Linked DNA regions of Rattus norvegicus: region 2 is linked to region 1. Evidence: chromatin contacts called from public Hi-C data. All regions are on one chromosome and are shown on one strand. The core of a region is the stretch at or near the end of the contact, and the rest is flanking DNA. Distances in the headings are between cores, read along the strand shown.

Evidence for each region. Hi-C and Micro-C count contacts between places; a contact is called where the count stands out from the background.
Region 2: a Hi-C map of psoas muscle shows a contact between it and region 1, with 2.2 times the contacts expected there. The contact joins the enhancer-like site here to the promoter of Dtna in region 1. A contact is called at or near these places in 2 of 12 Hi-C or Micro-C datasets (hepatocytes and psoas muscle).

Annotation. Positions count from the first base shown.
Region 1 is chr18:14,960,222-14,964,463 of GRCr8, forward strand. Dtna (dystrobrevin, alpha) reads left to right here and starts at 1,814. Exons shown (of 21, transcript NM_001427105.1): 1 at 1,814-2,013.
Region 2 is chr18:15,007,575-15,011,816 of GRCr8, forward strand. All of the region lies in intron 1 of Dtna (dystrobrevin, alpha), which reads left to right. Among named protein-coding and RNA genes, the nearest start is that of Dtna, 48 kb to the left of the region's middle. Within about 2 kb of position 2,352, at least 13 of the 93 cell types and tissues checked have an H3K27ac peak or open chromatin away from gene starts, as enhancers often do.

The sequences.
Region 1 (4,242 bases), core at 564-3,063:
GGAAAGTTGTCTCCTAGGATCGAGCATTTGCCATTGAATATGTTCTGAGATAGCCCTGTGGGTCCCAAGGAGCAGCTGCAGCCACACTGCTGCTGTGATCCCAACCAGCTAACAGTTGCCAAGACCGCAACGCTTCATCCCGTGACTCACGCAGCCACCAACGTTCCAGTGTCTTCACCAGGCCTTTGAAGAGGCTGCATGGTCCATCGAGTCCCATGTTCTACACACACTACTCTGAACAAAAGGAGGCCTGGTTTCAGTAGCAGATCATCTTTGGAACCCAGTGGCCAACAAGTGAATGCTAAGCACAGGTTCTGTATGGGTTAGAGAGACTTGCCTATGACTCGTCCTTGTCGGGCTCTGTTTGATGAATGGGTTTTGTTCCCTAGCAAATCTGTTCACACAGTGGGCTGATGAGTTGTTTTGCTTGGTTGGGTTTTCTTTTGTTTAGTTGTTGTTATTGTTGTTGTTGCTGCTGCTGCTGCTGCTGCTGCTGCTGCTGCTGCTGCTGCTGCTAACCAACTTGACACATGATAGAGTCATGGAAAACAAAATGTCCACCGAGGAATTTTCACCGTCAGATTGGCTTGTAGGCAAATCTGTGGGGCTTGACTAAGGATTGATGTGGAAGGACCTAACTCTTGTAGGCACTGCCCTCCCAGGGCAGTTAGTATTAGATGAAATAAGAAAGCAGGCTGAGCAAGGGGTGGGGAGCTAGCCAGTCAGCAGCATCCCTCCAGGGCTCTACCTCCAGGTTTCTGTGAGTTCCTTCATTGACTTCTCTCAAAAACAGACTGTGGTTGGGTCACGTGAGCCGAACAAACCTTTTCCTCACCAGATTAGTTTGGACGGTTGTGTTTATCATAGCAATTGAAAGCAAAATAGGACACTTAGTTTCCTTTCACACACACACACACACACACACACACACACACACACCACTTTCTTTCCCAACATGTGCTAAAGTGTTCTAAGACAACCCTGAAAAGAGAAGCCTTCCTGGGAAAAACAAGTGTTTCTTCCCTGTTCTCCCTTTGCAGCTTGGAGTGTAAAACAAAAGCCAAAGGGTCAGTTCATCCACAGTTCCTATAAGCATTTATTCTTATTCTCGGGCAATCCACCGATTGGCCTGTTGTCCTTAGGACCATGTGAAGTGGCATTTGTGGCTCTTTTCCTTTTCTAATGAGTCCCCAAACAAGGTTTATTCCATGTTCGATAATGTTCTGCTATCTTGTTCTTTCTCTGTAGCCCTAGTCATTCTGAGTAAAACGACAAGCAGGTAGAAGGGAAAAAAAGCCATAAGCATGAGCTTCAACCAAAATATCTTTAATGTTTGAACATAGTCTTTGGAGTTTCCTTAAACTGAAATAAAAATCCAGGAAAGTTCCTTGTTTGTGTTATGTATCTCCGTCTCCGGGAAGCCATTTGCCAAGCTCTGGCTGCCTGGCTCTCTGCCTCCAGGAATGCCAATCAGAGGACATTCTTTTTCAGGCAGCCAAGTTTGGAAGTCAGTTGGTTTCTGGCCGTGTGGTGGGGGTGGGGTGATGGCAGGGGAAGCCAGCGAGTCCTCAGCTGATCTTCAGCTCGCAAAGGTTTCTTTAATAGCCTTCAATGAACGCAGTTCCTTTCACCCACGAGGAGACAGGTAAAAGGACAGCTGAGTAAACCAGCTTTAGAATAAATGGGCGGAAGCACCCTGGGAGGGAGGGGCCGAGGGAGACCTTTGAAAGCCTGCCATTGGTGAGTTTACCAAAGGCATCTGCCAGTGGGACTTGAGTGGAATGTGAAACCAAATCGTTTTCAAGTTAAAGATAGACACTGTGGACGCCAGAAACTGGAAGCCGGGTTTTTAAACTCCTGTCTCTCTCTAGAATTTCAGAGTTGGTTATGATCTCAGGGGTAATTAGCAATTTGGCTAAATCTGTTCTCCCAGGAACTTGCTAGCAATCACTGTGTGCTCTAGATGAACGGGCACTAAAAGGGTTGAAGAGGGGATGCTGTACCTGATCCAGGGTAAGTGAGAACACCGGGACGTGGAGGTGCGGTGCGTCTCTGGGAAGGTGGATGTTGACTTTTGCTCTATAGTTGGTATGAATGAAAGATCAGGGAGATTTTGTTGTGTCTGGATGACGCTACTTTTCTCTCTGGAAGTTGGTGGCCTTGGGCATTCTGAGTGGCAGAAGGAAACCCGGTGCTTGTGTGAGGCTCTTTTCAAGTTTGCATTTCAGAGTTGTAACTTCAGTGAAGCCTGTAGGCTTGTTCTTTCCCGTTAACCCTCAAGCACCAAAGGCTTATGGAGGAGTTAAGAATCATGGGGAAGAATGCTCCGTAAAGTGGAGTACAGTTTCTCTGAGATGGCACTGTATTCGAATGTAGATGATGAAGACAAAAAAATGTTTCAAAACAAAACAAACAAATAAACAAACAAAAAATAAAACAGAGAGCTCTTTTCTCTTGGTGCTCTAAGACCATTAGAAAGTAACCCATCTTTGAAGAGGTGGCAGAGAAAACGCAGGCAGCCTCTAGAAACGAAAACAATGTATTAATAGCAGTTGTTTTGGGGCATTACCTCATTAATTCTAAGCAGTTCCTCTCAAAAGGAGCTGGTATCTGCTAAGTGAATGGGGGCGTTCTGATTAGAAAGAGCTCCAGAAGAGAGGAGGGAGGGAAAGAAGTCATTAAATTTACAATTGCCACGTTGTGTTTTGGCTATTTAAATGTCCCAATCCCAAGGAGAAGGGCAAACTTCAAGTCCCTCATTTTTGCCCATGTATAGGTTTTGTTTCTTTTTGGTCAAGCGACCTCTCCCTCTCCTCTTAGCGACAGCTTTCCCAAACTCACACAGCATTCCTCCTGAATAAATATTGTCCATAATAGTCACAGAGTGCATGGCGTGAATTGGATATTCTCCTTTATATGGGGAAAATAAGCGTGCTGACGCTCTCCCGACAGAATGTGGGACTGAGCAGTGTTCTGTGTAACTAGCCTGGGTTGGCTCTGCCAAGTAGAGCAGACCGAAATAGAGGCAGGCAGTGAATGGTTTAACATGGCTCCACCATACAACCCTGATAATAAGAAGTGATGTAGGGTGTCAGGATGTTGCCCTTCTGAGCCTAAAAAGGTAGGCGTTGTAAGGACAGAGCTGTACTTAGGAGTGCTGAGCAGTGTAGCAAGAACAAACAAAATACGAAATTAGCAGAGCCCAGAAATGGTCTGAGCAGCCTGGTGTGCCCAGTTTGCCTCCTAGCCTCCCTCTCCTTCAAGGTCCTAAGAAAGGTGGCGGCTCAGTGCCCAAGACCTGTCTGTGAGGAAGAACATGCCCAGAGTGCTTTAAAGCCGTCCTCTATGGATTGTAAATGTGTTTTGTTAGAAATATTTATCCTTAGGAGAGTTCGGGCAGTTTGTTAAATTGTAGCTAGCATTTAGTGACCCTCAGAATTAACCCATTAAATTGCACAAATTGCAAGGTATTCTCCATTCCCTATAAACAGACAGTAACTTAGCAGTTTCTTCCTAGTCATTTCCCAATGGCTGGTAATACTGTGTCCTAAACAGCTACATTAAGAATGAGACCGGCATAAATCTGTGACTGTACGAAGCAGAATGCATTTCAGGCAGAGATGCGTATACACGAACCATCATCTATCCACCTGGCTCAGGTAGATCGCTATTTAATTCTTGCTATATTGAGATTTGCCTTTTGATTTTCTATACATTAAAAGAACTTCAAGGTCGAAATGTTTAACATATAAGAATCTTTAACAATGTGTCCAATACTGATGGGGGATTAAATATGGGTCCATCACTGTTGGGTCACTGTTAGAGTTTCTTGTTCCATAATGAGGTAGAAAGCTTGGATTGGCTTCCTTTGGACATGGTGAAGGTTGTTGCCTGATGATATGTGTCTGCTGATTATAGGTAGGTCTCTGTTATTATTGCCTGTCATATCTCCACGTTCAGTGTCTTGTCTCCTTAATACATGACATAACTTCGCTTTGTGTTGAAAATGTATCTTGAAAATCATTCATTGAACCTGATAGCACGAACCTATAATTCCAGCATTTGGGAGTCAGAGTTGGCAGGCTCACTGCAAGTTCATGTAACACGGGCTATTTCTACTTCAAAATGAATAAATGAATGTGTTGTAGAAATCACTTGTAGGGGTAATCAGAGACCTAGCTAGGATGATGGTTTCCTGCAAAGAAGTGGCAGGTGGCAGACTGGAAATACCTTCAGCAAAGT
Region 2 (4,242 bases), core at 1,102-3,601, 48 kb after region 1:
ATGTGTATACATACACACACACACACACACACACACACACACACACACACACAATTAAAATAAAACCCTAAAATGATTTTCTAAAAGACTGGCTGAAATGTGATCATCAGCTCAAAAGGCTGTCTGGGCTGATGGATTTTGCAAAATCTCCAAATTCCTACAGGGAACCAAATGCCTACCAAAGATTGTTGTAGCCACTTAAGCATCTCTGAATTTATTTTCGAGCTGGGATTTGTTTAGTTGTTGTAGATATGAACTTGCAACCATCGGAAATAGTCCAGAAATACACAATCCAGCGCCTCACTTCAGAACCAGAAGGGGACATCACGATTTTCAGAAATACACAATCCAGTGCCTCGCTTCAGAGTCAGAAGAGGACATCATGATTTTCATCCAGCCTTTTGTCTTCGGCCTAATATGGATATAAAATGTATCAGGCATTACTGTTTTCAGTGTTCCCGGGGCTTGCCAGAGTGCTCAGACCGCTGCACAATGAGCCCTTTATTGCAGTAAATATAAAAAGATGTAGCGTTCTAAACAGCTCATCACATTCCTTCTCGGGCCCCTGTACATACGGCATATGTTAATGTATAGTACATATTTAACTATGTTTTCAAATGTGTCACCTTTAAGAGTTCTTAGTGCACATTGCTGGAGTTGTCAACCAGACACGTTAATTTTTGTCACTTTGACACTTAGAGAGAACACTGTCCATGCCCAAATCTCTCAAGCTTGTTTCCTCCTTAGATATTTTTTTACATAATGTAGACATTGCTATATTAAAAAGAATAATTTTCTCTAATCTGCACTATAGCTTGTATATTCTGAAAGATGTTAACAGATTTTAACAGTGTCTGAAGATAGGAGTTAGCAACCAAAAGAGATGCATGATGGGCATGTTTCCAGGCAGAGGGAACAGCAGGCAGAGTGTTGCAGGGAAACAGAGCGTCTGAGAGTGAACTTGACTTCATTTTTCTTTGCTAGAGGAAGGGGATTGGGGCAGGCCATAGTTTACACTGGTAATTACAGCACTTAGAAGAAGGAGACCTGCGGATCAGGAGTTCAGCATCAACCAGAGCTTCCAGGGACTAAGCCACTACCTAAAGACTATACATGGACTGACCCTGGACTCTGACCTCATAGGTAGCAATGAATATCCTGGTAAGAGCACCAGTGGAAGGGGAAGCCCTGGGTCCTGCTAAGACTGAACCCCCAGTGAACTAGATTGTTGGGGGGAGGGCGGCAAGGCGGGGAGGATGGGGAGGGGAACACCCATAAAGAAGGGGAGGGGGGAGGGGGATGTTTGCCGGGAACCGGGAAAGGGAATAACACTCGAAATGTATATAAGAAATACTCAAGTTAATAAAAAAAAAAAAAAAAAAAAAAAAAAAAAAAAAGGAGTTCAGCATCAAGACGCCAGCTACATAGTAACTTTGAGGTCAGCCTGGACTGCATGAGAACTTGTCTCAAAAATCTCAAATTAAAAAATAAATAGTAGGGGCTGGGGATTTAGCTCAGTGGTAGAGCGCTTACCTAGGAAGCGCAAGGCCCTGGGTTCGGTCCCCAGCTCCGAAAAAAAGAACCAAATAAATAAATAAATAAATAAATAAATAAATAAATAAATAGTAAATTAAATTAGTAAATAATTACATTGAAGGGTCCTGTAGACAAATATAACCCCCAAACTACCTTTAAAATGTTTTTATTAAAATTTTATCTTTACTGGTACATTTTTGAGACTAGAGAGCTGTCACAGAAGGAGCCAGCTTAGTCACCTGCCCCTTATCGGGTGGCTCACAACTTCCTCCAGCCCCGGGGCAGCCAACACCTTATTCTGACCTCTCAGGAATTCTACTTGCGTGCGCGCGTGCGGACACATGCAAGCATGCACGCACGCGCGCGCGCGCACACACACACACACACACACACACACACACACACACACATCTATTAGAACATAATTGAACCATCTTTTATATCTTGCAAACATGGTATTGTTTAAGCCTGTTTTTATTTTTTGCTTCAATTTTAGGAAATGATCAACAGATTGTACCATTGTTAAAATTTATTCTTGAAGCCAGTGCTCTGCTCTTCCAGGCTCGGTTCTTGTGATTCACACGTTGCTATTGAAGTTTTTCTGGGTAGCCTCCTGTGTCCGGTCCGCTCCGCCCCACTTCCGGTCCTTCAGTCACGGATTTATCTGTCTGCTTTTACCATCCTGAAAGCAGACTTCATTGTGATTTCCCAAAGCTACTGTTGTTTCCTCTCTGCGCATTAGCTTTTAAGGTGGTGTGCTGGTTTGGATAAAAGACTAGCATGAGCTCAGAGATAAATGTAGCGGCTTCTCATGGGTCCACATGCTGCAAAGTCCTGGCAGGTTTCCTGGAGGGATGCTGAGGCTGTGGCCAAAGAAATGCTTCCGGCGTGTTCCTTCCTTCATTCTACTAAAGATAGAGCCTAATTTCCGGGACTCTCTGCCAAAGACATTTACATGTGTTAAATGTTGTTCCAATTTTAAATAGTTTATGTGAATAATTTTCACCTTAAATGCACTATTTTAGCTAGAAAAGAGCGGAGAATATTCTTTAATTGCCTGTTGTGCTCTAGAGAAAAATGTTGCAGAAATAAGGATTTTTATAAAATAGTTTTTATTATTATTTTTTTAAATAATACTTACAATCTTGCCTTTTCAATTCTCGACTATTGGGATGTCCCTCCTTTTCTCTTCCATATATATCACAGATTAATTTTTATTCGGATTTAAGTTCTTTTTTAGAATCTTTACAATCTTTGCTTGTTTGTGGGTTTTTTGTTTGTTTGTTTGTTTGTTTGTGGGTTTTTTGTTTGTTTGTGTTTTTTTTTCTCCCAGCTCTCTCTAGTCACCCAGCGGTCTCACTGCAATCCTGTGCTGCTTCTAATCTAACACATAGACTGTGAGGAGAATCTTAACTTCCGTTGGTTATGCTGACGTCAGTTTGTATGTGGAAGTAGATATACTAAGACACAAACATGGCATCAGCCTGCAGACAAATTCTAAGGTGTTGCTCAGCATTCTGGACAGGTATTTGCATATTTTGCTTAACTCCACTGGGCACTTGTCACCGTGTTATACAAAGAGCCCTTGGAGCTGAGGAACTGGATCAGCAGGTGGTTCCCGCTCTGCCAGAGGACTCGGGAACAATTCCCAGAACCCACTTTGGATGGCTCGCAGCCACTTGTAGTTCCAGCTCTACGTGATCTGCAAGCACCACATACACGCAAACATGCAAATATAGAAATTCACTGTAAAGGAAAATAAAAAGATCCCGTGACGATTGAATAAAGTCACTTGCACAGAGGGACCCCAGAGTCACGTGGTTACTACCTTTGAGACTTGTTACTGTATAGATCTGTGTCACACCACTTTCTGGCACCTGGCACAGAAGAGGAAAGGACCTCCTAAAAACAGTATTATTGAAGAGAAGCTTTGATCTTCCAAGCATTAGACTTAGACCATGAAACAAAAGAAGGACCTCTGCCAACATCCAAAGACTCAGTTGTACCTTCTACGCCAAGTGTGAAGCCCCAGTATGTGGATGGGCTCAGAGGCTGGGGAGCAAGTGTGTGCTTCTCTCTGCGTGGCCTTACCACACCTGCCTTGACTGTGTTTTCCTCCTCGGAACATGATCTTTTTATAGCAATGATGGTAATTAGATCGTGTCCCTTTTAGACACTCTTAGTCATGCCCTGGACTCGTAACCAATATCTCTACCTCAAAATAGAATGAAAATTCAGTTTCTTGGCCTGTGGCTTTACTGTCCATTTTTCGAGAATGAGATGAACCTTTCCTGGTCTTCGAGATTCAATATCAGGCCCTGACGGAAATGCTGCTGCATCTGACTGTTACAGGTATCTGTTCCCATGTCACTTAAGAACAGACAGTTAGCATGTAGAGTCAAGTTGTGGGTTCTGCTAAAATAGTGTCCTTTCTAGTGAAATAGCTTCAGGAGATGGGCTATCAAAGAACAACAGTTTTCTTACTGTAAAATAAGAATTCAGTTCTAATCTGGGTGTGTGGTGATGCACATCTTTAATTTTAGCCCTCAGGGGGCAGAGGCAGGGGGATCTCTGTGAGTTGGAGGCCATTATGGTCTACAGAATGAGGTCCAGGACTGCCAGGGCTATACAGCCCTGTCTCAGAAAGAGAGAGAGAGAGAGAGAGAGAGAGAGAGAGAGAGAGAGAGAGAGAGAGAGGAAGAAAAG